Regions from separate parts of the Gossypium arboreum genome. Here region 2 is linked to region 1. A link is a contact called in public Hi-C data. All regions are on one chromosome and are shown on one strand. Each heading gives the region's core, a stretch centred on a gene start, on an enhancer-like site or on the middle of the called end of the contact. The rest is flanking DNA. Distances are from core to core; before and after follow the strand shown. Region 1 holds the start of LOC108486734 (protein STRUBBELIG-RECEPTOR FAMILY 6-like). Region 2 overlaps LOC108484633 (putative glucose-6-phosphate 1-epimerase).

Region 1 (5,042 bases), core at 192-2,691:
TTTTGAAACTAATAAGGCTAAAGGTCAAAAGGCATTAATAACAAATTAAAAAATCAATTAAGCCCATTTAAATTTAAAAATTATTAAAATCATAAAAATTATAAAATTATAAAATTATAAAACTTATATTAAAATAACAATTTCAACCCATTAAAATCTAATGGTTATAGTATTTTAAAAAATTGACCCTACTCTTTTATTGGGTTGGTATTATTATTTTTAACAAAAATTTATAATTTTAAATTTTTATAATTTTTATAAATTTTTATAATTTTATGATTTTTAAATAATATTTAAATTTTAAAAGGGCTGAATTGATTAATTTTAATTTATTACTAAGGCCTTTTTACTATTTAGCCTTATTAGTTCAAAATTTTAATTTTAATAAAAGAATATGAATTAAATTGAATAAATATGTAAAGGTTGATGGCTAAATTTATTATTATACTTTATATAAACATCAAATTTTAACATAAGCACTATTTTATTCACTCATCTATAAAATTAATTATTTTAATTTTTTTAATAAAATTAAAATATACTATAAGAAAATTTATGCTACTTTTACTGTTAATACTCTCTATAACACAAATGTTAAAATGATTTTAAAAAGGAAAAATAAAAAGTCGAACATTTGGCGGTGGAATCACGGATTGTAAGCCTGTAATTTTCCATTGCAGATGCAAACAAGTTTGGGTCTGACAGTGCTACTCACTCCTTTCAAAATGTCACAGTCTAGTCGTCAGCCTGAAACCCAAAAGCCTATCAACCCTTTCATTGCTTAAGAATCTAAGCCGAAATTGACGCTCTAAACTGAAACTATGCGAAAATTATGATCACATAATTTACATCTGTCAAAAACAAAAAGCAAGACAATGGAGTGGTTTTGAAACCCCAAAAATCAATGGGTAGTAATGGTATAATGATTACAAAAAGATAAAAGTAATATTTAATCTAAGTTATATCATATTATCATCTAAATTTAAAAAAATTTAAATTTTTATGTAATAATATGGCGCAACCTTAAACTGTCATATTCTAAAATATAATAATGTAAATTTTAAAAACAAAAACATATAAGCCTTGTGAAAGTTAGGAATGCTATTTTATTATTGGAAAATTTTAGCAGTGGCATATGAATCAAAGCAGTGGTAGCATTTTAAATGAAAGAAATGACAATTATCAAAGCTAGATACACCTACTAAAAGTGTAAGCGACTCCTTGCATTTTCATTTTCTTATCAGTGCAAGTTACATTAAAAGAAACAAATTATAAAAAAGAAAAGAAAAGGAAAGGAATTTGTGATGTTTATATATGTAAAAAAGTTAATTTAATTGATAAGTAAGGAAACAAATTAAGAATTATTTAATTATTGATTAAAAATTATTTTATGTAACATTTATTGAATTAAAAATGGTAATTCGTGTTATAGACAAGGGCCGTTCAATGTAAAAATATTTAACTTTTGTGGGATTTGGATTCTACTGGTTAAGTCGTGTCTGCTAGCTTTTACTTAGTTATAGTGGCTAAATAAATATAAATTCTTTAGAGTTAAAAAAAATAAAGATTATCATTTAGAAAAAAAAAAAGGAACGAAGAGTAAGCATAAACCCAAAATCATTTCTGGTTAGTGGGAACTGGTAAGTGAGCATTTTGGAGAGAGATGGCAGAAATTTGGAGAAAAGGTTTGGTTTTGGTGCTGCTTACAGTCTGCATTTTGGGATGTGCAAATGCTGCTACAGATCAAGGAGATGGTTTGTGTTACTTTCCCTTTGCCTTTTCTCCATATTTTTTAAGATTTCTATATTCTGCATATGGCTACCTTTTCTTGCCGAATCTGTATCATCTGTGGTGTTTCTTTTTTGGTTCTTTATCTGCTTTTAGGTGATTGTGGCTTAAAACGAACTTACTTGATTGCATTGCCTTTTTCTTGCTAAAACTTCGTCAGTTTTGTTTATTATTTGCAAAGTTTTCACCTTGCTTTCAAAGGTGGGTTTTGTTAGATTATGGAGATAAGAATGGGAAGTTTAGGATTTCAGTTCTGAATTCAATTCTACTCGTAAGTTTGTAGGATATATATTCCTGGACGAAATTTCTAATCTTTTTGACTCTTCTCTGAAGTGCTTCTTTCTGGAACAAGCTAATCTTTCTCCCCACTTCTCTTGCTGGGTGTTAATACAATTTTTTTTCCATGCTTGTGGACTCATGGCTATCTTGCCTTACCATCAGTATAAGCATGGATATAGCATTAGCCCAAATTAACTATTTGTTAAGACTGCATTATGAAGACCAAAAAGAGCTCTTGTATTTGTATGTCAAAATTCCCTGTTTTGATGCGGTTCCTGTAGCTTTGGCTAAATTTCTGACTTACCATTTTGCTCATTAATAGCTAGGTCAGTAATCACTTGAAGGATGGCTAAATATATATTTACTAGAAAGATAAATTTGTTAAACGTACATTGTGTGCATGGAAGCACAGTAGTCCATATGAGTGATTGTAATGAATTGGTTTCCATGAACGTTTGCAACCGAGAAGTGGAAGAATTTAATACTTGTGATTAAAACTACTCTCCTTGTTGGATGTTTGATTTGCAGCTTCTGCCCTAGGGGTTATGTTCAGCAGTTTAAATTCACCACAGCAGCTAACTGGGTGGACCGCTAACAATGGTGATCCATGTGGGCAGTCCTGGAAAGGTGTTACTTGCTCAGACCAACGTGTCACTGAAATGTAATCTTCTTTTTTTTTTTTTTCTTTTTTCCTTTGAGATATCTTAAATCAGCTGATGCTAACTATTCTTCTATTTGCCTTTTTTTTTTTTTTTTTTTTCAGTAAGCTGTCAAATCTCGCACTTTCCGGGTCAATGGGTTACAGCCTTCAAAGTTTGACATCATTGAAGGAACTGTAGGAAATCTAATCTTTAGTAGTGGATTGGTTTTCTTTTCTTACATCTATAAGGTAGTATTTATAGTGATATTTGATCGAATCTGCAGGGACTTGAGCAATAACAATCTTGCAGGTGATATACCATATGATATTCCTCAAAACTTGCAGCGATTGTATGTTTCAAACTTGTATTTGTTTCCTTTCCTATTTCTTCTGTTTCTTTTCTTATTTTTTAACGATTTTTATATAATATAATGTTCACTTGTCTGCAGAAATCTTGCATTTAATCAATTTACTGGAAGTGTCCCTTATTCCATAAATCAGATGCATTCTCTTCAATACCTGTAAGTAGTGTTCCAAATATTCAATTGTTGACACAAGGTCTGTAGAAATTTAAATTGATGCACTCTTTTTTCTTTTCTATTTCTGGAAATGCAGAAATCTTGCACATAACCAGTTGCAGAACCAATTGAGTGACATGTTTGGACCACTTTCTTCCCTCTCTACATTGTAAAATGTTCTTCCTACCACCATTCAGATTATGTTGTTTTCCGTAGATGCCTATCTTTAAGTTAATTTAACACTGAGCTAACAGTTATCTTTATTCTTTGCTTCAGGGATCTCTCTTTCAATTCTCTGACTGGTGATCTCCCTGAGAGTTTTAAGAATCTTACTAGTATGAACACTATGTAAGTAGTATAGGAAATATCTTTTGTGGAACAAGTGCATATGGTGGAATCTCCTGAAATGTGCTTTTTTCCCTTTTGCAGGTACTTGCAGAACAACCAGTTTACAGGCACTATTGATGTGCTTGCCAATCTTCCCCTTGACATTCTGTGGGTGACCTGTTATCATTCTTTTGTTTCCAAATAATGTAAATGACCCTGTAATACTAACCTTTGTGATAGTCGTTTTTATGTCTCACAGGTATGTCTCCGATAATCGTTTTACTGGCTGGATACCTGATCAATTGAAAAGCATCAATTTGCAGTAAGCATTTGACTTAAATATCAAGTGCCATGACTTCTTTGTATTAAAGTCCTTTGCAATTTCAATCTGAATAATCTTCATGACAGGAAGGATGGTAATTCCTGGAGCTTGGGGCCTGCACCTCCACCTCCTCCTGGTACCCCTCCTGCCACTAGAAATAATAGAAATCACAAATCTGCTAGCAATAGTTCCCCATCGGATAGTGGTTCTAGTGGTGGGCCTGGTGGGGGTAGCAAATCAGGGATTGGAGGTGGAGGCATAGCAGGAATAGTAATATCCATCCTTATTGTTGGGGCTCTTGTAGCATTCTTTCTGGTGAAGAGAAGATCCAGGAGGACATCCTCAGATATTGAAAAGCTTGATAATCAACCCTTTGCTCCTCTTCCTTCTAATGAAGTGCAAGGTAACACTCAGTCTATTTGCAACTCTGCATGGTGGCCAGTTAAATTTCACCAAATAGCTATCTTTACTGTTTGCTCACGTTGCTTGGAATGCTGCTGCATTGGATTTATTGATGAAGAGATTTCGTGTCTTTCATTCAAGCTGCAGAAGCTATAAACTTACTCTTGTAGATAATAAATCTCTTAAGGATATCGAGGACTTTCGTTTAGAACTTATCTCCTTGGTTTTGTAACTTTAGACTCCAATTTGAATATGCTATGTATGCTCAAAGTAGTAGAAATGCAAAGAACTTATGATGTAAACAATTCAGTAGGTTAGAAGAAAATATGCTTCTGTGAAGATCCTTTCTTGACTCCATGATTTGATAGGCATTTCTTCATAGATTGTGAATTTAAGCCATTTGCTTTCATAAAGGGATATGGGAGACTCTAACTGAAGCCTCTTGGTTCTTTTCTACTTTTAGCCCCGGGGGGAGGGGGTGTTGTTTTCAAAATATTCTGATTTTATCATGTTGAAATGCTATTGTATACTGCTAGACGTAATTTAACTTGTGATTGCTGCTGTGGGCTGCACATAAATTGTATAGCATTTGTTTGCTTTTATAATGTCTATGTTAATTTTTTTTTTATCTAAAACATTTTTGCTTCTCTTGATCAAACTATTTGTTTCTTCTCATGCTTAAAATTGCATTGCAGAAATGAAATCTATACAGTCTGCTTCTTCAGTTGACACCAAGACCTTTGATACACCTGCTTCAATAAACCTT
Region 2 (5,826 bases), core at 715-3,214, 100 kb before region 1:
TACTATCTTGTGGTTTTAGTTATGAGAATCACTGCATTTAAATATGCATTGTAATTTTAGCAGCTGTGGAACTTTTGTGGTTTAAAATGATGCATACTGTTTTCTTAGGTATTGAAAGCAGTGTAAGATGCAATCTGCAGTGAACATTTGTTGATGAACTTATCCTATAGCCTCATGGGGAGGATCTAGGACTGTGAAAAACAGTAGTATAAATATTAGATCAAAGTTGTGCTTAGAACACTAGTAGCTTACACATGATTTATAGCCATGCCTGCTACAGTCTTCTACAAGCTAGATGTATGGATTTTCTTTATTTTTTCATTAGATGTCATAAATATCATTGCAACAGATTTTGATTTTAAATTGAAATGTTGTATAGCAAAATTAAGTTATGATTTGAAGCGAGTTCTATTTGTTGCACCTTTTGATAACATGTTCACATTGGAGATGGAATGAAAAAACTTATTTTTTTAGTGGAAAAAGTAGAAACTCTGTTCTAGATGTTATTGTGATACAGAACTAGGACATACTCATTCTGTGTTTTACAATTCTTTTCTATTCACTTTTATTTAGTGAAGTACGAGTAGAAGGACTAGAGACATTGGATTATTTGGATAACTTGAAGAACGGAGAGCGGTTCACAGAACAAGAGGATGCAATAACATTTGAATCAGAAGTAAGTGTCAACTATTATAAGCAAGCGTATGCCTTCCCTATCTTTTTAATTCTAATTTATATTTATGGTTTTATGTCTACTGTCTTGTTGATGAAAAAGGTGGATAAAGTATACCTCAGTACACCAACAAAAATTGCCATCCTGGACCATGAAAGGAAACGAACATTTGAATTGCGAAAGTATGGACTTCCAGATGCTGGTGAGTTTATAATCTCTATACACTATTACACTAACACATTAATTTAGAGCCATCTAGTTAGGTTATGAAGGAAAGTGTACTATAGTTAGAGATAAAACAATTTAATCTCTTGTCCATGCTTCATCTTGGAAGTTATATCAGTTGACATTTTCTTTTTCTTTTTTTTTGGAGCAATTAAATATAACATATGTAGGGTGATCTACTCAGCTTTATGTTTTACCAAAAATCTATTTATTACTTTATTTCCAATTTACAGTATTGTTTTCAATGACATCCTTCCCTTCCAACAAATCGACCTCTATTAAGAATTCCCTTTGAAAAATAGTTCTGTTCTTTCAGTCTGTCTAGAGGCAAGGTTTCTCTAAATGGTATGTGGAGGAAAATTCGACCTGAAATGTATATACCGAGAGACAACCAGTTATCCCTTGCATCACAGTCGGGGGGCTTCAAAAATCGAGTCATGTGCGATGTTAATATAAAATTGTCATCTAGTTCTGTACTTATTCAAGAAAGCTTTCATTTGATGCCTTCTTGAGCTATAGTCATATGTCTGCCATACAAATGAAGGTTTGAAGGCTTATATTTTTTCCATTTGTAGCTCTACTTGAACTATAATATTGTATTTATTACAAACGACACAGCCTGCATTCGTTTTAGTTGTAATAAATAGATGAGCTATGCAACTTAATGATTCATTTTACATAATCAGGTAAGCATGTATGTAAATCATGGTTAGATGTGTAAGTTAATGATTGATTTTCAGTGGTGTGGAATCCGTGGGATAAGAAAGCAAAGGCAATGGCGGATTTTGGTGATAATGAGTACATGCATATGCTGTGTGTAGAGGCTGCCTGTGTGGAGGAGCCCATTACCTTGAAACCTGGGGAAGAGTGGAAAGGAAGGCAGGAGATTTCAGCTGTTCCTTCCAGTTACTGTAGTGAACAACTCGACCCTCGAAGGCTACTTCTTAGTGGTTGAATACATTACTCGCCCTTTTCTGCGGCATCTCTTGTACAGTTTAAAGACCGCAATCCGGTTTTCGCAGCCAATTACCCAAGCATTTAACTCCAAATTCTCTTGTGCCAAGGGTTTCATATGAAAGGTATGGTAATTTTGCAAATTCTGCTTCTCTGGGTGTTTCATTACTAGCCTCTTATTTGATTCATTTAGGGTTTTTAGTTGCTAGTAAATATTTCTTTATTGCATCTGGAAGTCCATTTTCTTATGTAATACTAAAATTGTAGAAGCGATTCATATAAAATCCTTCGCTTCTATTTGTGAGATTATAGAAGAACTTGGTATTTCGATGGAATCCATATCTTTGCTTTGCTGGGCAGTTGCCCTTTTCAGATATATGGTAGTACGGTTGTAAACTCCACTGCAATGTTTCTAATATAGTGAGATCTTCCAAGTATATTTACAAAATGGACAAGGATCCACGAGATAAAACTTAAGATTATCTTCCTCATTTCATCATACTAATATTTTAACGATTGAATTATTAAAATATTAATTATATAAAAAAGATATGAAAAAGTAGGAAACCACTTAATTTTACAACCGAATAAATGAATACATTCCCTAAAATATAAATATAATATGAATACAATATCCTGTGATGTGGGATCAATAAAAGAACTAGAAAAGTTTCTAGGCACGTATCTGCAAAAAAAACAAGAACAACACGCGTAAACTCATGCCTCTTTTAGAGATTCTCCGGGCTTTAATTTCAAACCAGAACCAACAATTTTAGCTCTCTTTGGAATAATGAAGGAGGAACTTTACATGACCCTAATCTGATCTCTAAGCCAATATCCATTACTACACACGTGTCTCACATGTCAAAACTCAAAGGGTCCTGTTTATTTTGCTTATGGTTAATTAGTTAGGGTTAACGTTACAGTTGACCCCTAAACTTCCCTCTAATGTCTAATTTGGTACCTTTACGAGGAAAATACCTAATATGGTCCCTGTACTATTCTATCATGTACCAGTGTACCTCAAAGTAGACCTATTCATGGGTCGAGTCAGATATTGACAAATTTTTTTGTTTTCAACCCGAAAAATGAGCTTAAATTTTTTCCCAAGCCCGATGCGGATAAAAATGTTAAAACTCGAGCCTTGATCGACCCACCCATATTAATTTTTTTAATTTTAAAAATATATATAATACATTAAAAATATTAAAAATTAAAATAAATGTTTCTCAATAAATTAAAATTAAATTTTAAAAACTTTATACTTAAATAATATTAAAATAGTAGCAAAATTAACAATAAAATAAGAGTTATACAATATTTAGATAATAACAACAAAATAGTAACATAATAGTGAAATGTCAACAAAATAGTGAGAAAACAACATATTTTTTCTTTTTGCAAATTCAGATCAGGCCGAGCTTAGATCTAAAAAAACCTTACTTGAGGTTTGATCCGTTTTCTAAATAAGTTTTTTTTTTTGCCTAAACTCATTTTTCGGGCCAATATTTTTATCCAAACTCTTTCACTTTTTAAACAAGCTTATAGACCAAATGGCTCAATCCATAAACAGATCTACCCCAAATTCTTAACATAGTTTAATTTACACATTTACTTGGCAACATTACATAAAAGAATACTATGTGTCATTATACAATTTGTTTTGGGTTTTAAATATAATTTTACATAATTAAATTTAATAATTTTATTTTGTTTTACTTTTTTTAAGAAACAAACAAAAATTGAAAACAAATAAAACTTTTTTGTCGAAAATTTAAGGGAAAAGAATTATAATCAAAATCCAAAACCAATTATATAACATCTCTCATTCATTTATTCGTTGTTTGTCGAGTCTGTGTGTAAATTAAACAATGTTAAAGCTTTGGGGTACATTGATCCATGGCAACATAATATAGGTACGATATTAGATTTTCCTTTTCTTTTCTTTTTTTTTTTTTTTAAATACCACATTATACATTGAATGAAAGTTCAAGGACAATTCTAACATTAACCTATTAGTTTGTTATTCTCATTTTCCTTTCAAGTGAACATATAGATTGTTTTAGATCAAATTATGATTTTGATCTCTAATGTTTGATTTTGATCTCTAATGTTTAAATTCAAGATTTAATATATATACTTTAATTCTATATAATTTGATTCTTATACATACATGATATCATAGTTAGTCGAAATAGTTTTGTACCATTAATTATTTCGGTTAAAATATTAATTACAATTTTTTATTAAAATACTCATTTCAACTTCATGCATAAAAATATTACTTTTGTATTAGAAAGTTGTTCTAAAAATAAATTTATGTCATCATTTTAAATCGGAATAGTTAAGAATTTTAGTTGTTTGGGCTAACTAATGCCAAAGATAAAAATAGAGGACCAAATTATATCGATTAAAATACAAAGACTAAATCTCAAACATGAGCATAGTAAAGAGATCAAGACTGCAATTTTACTATTATCTTATAGTAAACATAATATGGTTCCTATATATTTATTATGTTATTAATTAACTTAAATATTTAACATCATTAATTTTTTATTAAAATATTACGTGGTTATACATAATTGAATATTTACTAGTCTTAGACAATGTCAAGTAGCTTTCCATTTCTATTAGGTTTGTGTTGCTTTTTCTTTTTTACATTATAAAACAATGATCAAATTTAAATTTTAGCTCTTAGTCTATGCTTAAAAATAATATTAAATCTATTATTTAAAATTTTAACATAATTTGGTTTCTTCACTTTATAATGTCATTAGTTAGTCTGAATAGTTATTAAGTATTTCAATCAAAATGGTAATGTTAATTTTCTTAAGAACACTATTTCAATAGAAAGAATTATATTATCATGGCGAGTTCAAATGAGTGTTTTTCTTAAAAACAATCCTAATTAGCATTTTTAACGTTATTGATTTTTTAATAAAATTTCAAATTCTCACTCTAAAAAATTAATAGAAGAAATTTAATGGTGGTAATTACTAGACTTGAATTTTTAAATATGAAAAATAGAAGAATTAAATTTCTAAAAATTAAAGTGGGGAACTAAATTATAAATGTACGAAGTGAATATTAACTTAGAGCATATTATAACTTTCAATTTTGTATTCGTAATTTAACACAAACAAATAATCAACCTAATGCATAAGTGTAGGTTAGAATCATACAAATAGAAATATACAATTTAATGATCCCTTCAAATTAATTATAAATTTATTTGATTAATATATATGTGTGCATATTTATGTCCTTTTTTTGTTAGCTTTTAAAATATATTATGTATTCTTTTAATATTCTTTATGTCTATTTTATTGTTTATGTTTGGGATTCATAATTGTCCTTTTAGTAATGTCGTCTCTAAGATTTGAACATACGTTTTTTCCTTCAAAATGCAACGTGCCTTTACCATTGCACCAAACACTTATTGCTAATATTTTATATATTTTAATTATATTTAATAATAATTACTGATTAATTAAATGGAATAACTTTTTGCTAAATAATAAAAATAATAAAAAATGCAAGTATTACTGTGATACAAGATGCATTAACTATGCCTAATCTTAGCATGCAAAATTACTAAGAGTAAAAACTAATCTGTAGTGTTATTCGAATTGGATTGGTCGGTTGAATTAGTTAAATTGAGAAGTAGTTAAGATATCAATTTAGAGAGTGCTTTTGAGCTGGTTAGACCAGGGATCAATACAAACTATTTGAGCAGATTAAAAACCAATTGAATCATATTTGTTTTTATTTTTTATTTTTTTAAATTTTAAGAATTTTTTAATTGAACCGATTAGACTGGTTGAACCGGTTGAACTGGAGAATCGGTGGCCTCATCGATTAGACTACCAGTTCGGTTTATAAAACATGTCTAGTGATCCCCCAATTTTGTAATTATTAATTTTTGATTTGAGCCAACAACCTCGTAATTTAGTGACAAGAGTACTATGTTG

The links. A called contact is a pair of places that touch in the nucleus more often than the background predicts.
Region 2: a contact with region 1 is called in a Hi-C map of leaf, with 2.7 times the contacts expected there. The contact joins the enhancer-like site here to the promoter of LOC108486734 in region 1. A contact is called at or near these places in 2 of 5 Hi-C or Micro-C datasets (both in leaf).

What each region holds. Positions count from the first base shown.
Region 1 is chr6:18,101,809-18,106,850 of ASM2569848v2, reverse strand. It overlaps LOC108486734 (protein STRUBBELIG-RECEPTOR FAMILY 6-like), which reads left to right and starts at 1,441. Exons shown (of 16, transcript XM_053030020.1): 1 at 1,441-1,754; 2 at 2,596-2,728; 3 at 2,831-2,902; 4 at 2,992-3,057; 5 at 3,157-3,228; 6 at 3,323-3,394; 7 at 3,502-3,573; 8 at 3,655-3,720; 9 at 3,812-3,874; 10 at 3,961-4,277; 11 at 4,972-5,042. The coding sequence starts at 1,664.
Region 2 is chr6:18,203,264-18,209,089 of ASM2569848v2, reverse strand. LOC108484633 (putative glucose-6-phosphate 1-epimerase) reads left to right here. Exons shown (of 9, transcript XM_053030228.1): 7 at 574-676; 8 at 776-875; 9 at 1,720-2,300. The coding sequence ends at 1,853. Among protein-coding and RNA genes, the nearest start is that of LOC108484633, 5.8 kb to the left of the region's middle. Within about 2 kb of position 1,964, at least 2 of the 2 cell types and tissues checked have an H3K27ac peak or open chromatin away from gene starts, as enhancers often do. A contact at or near this core is called in leaf, where this site is marked.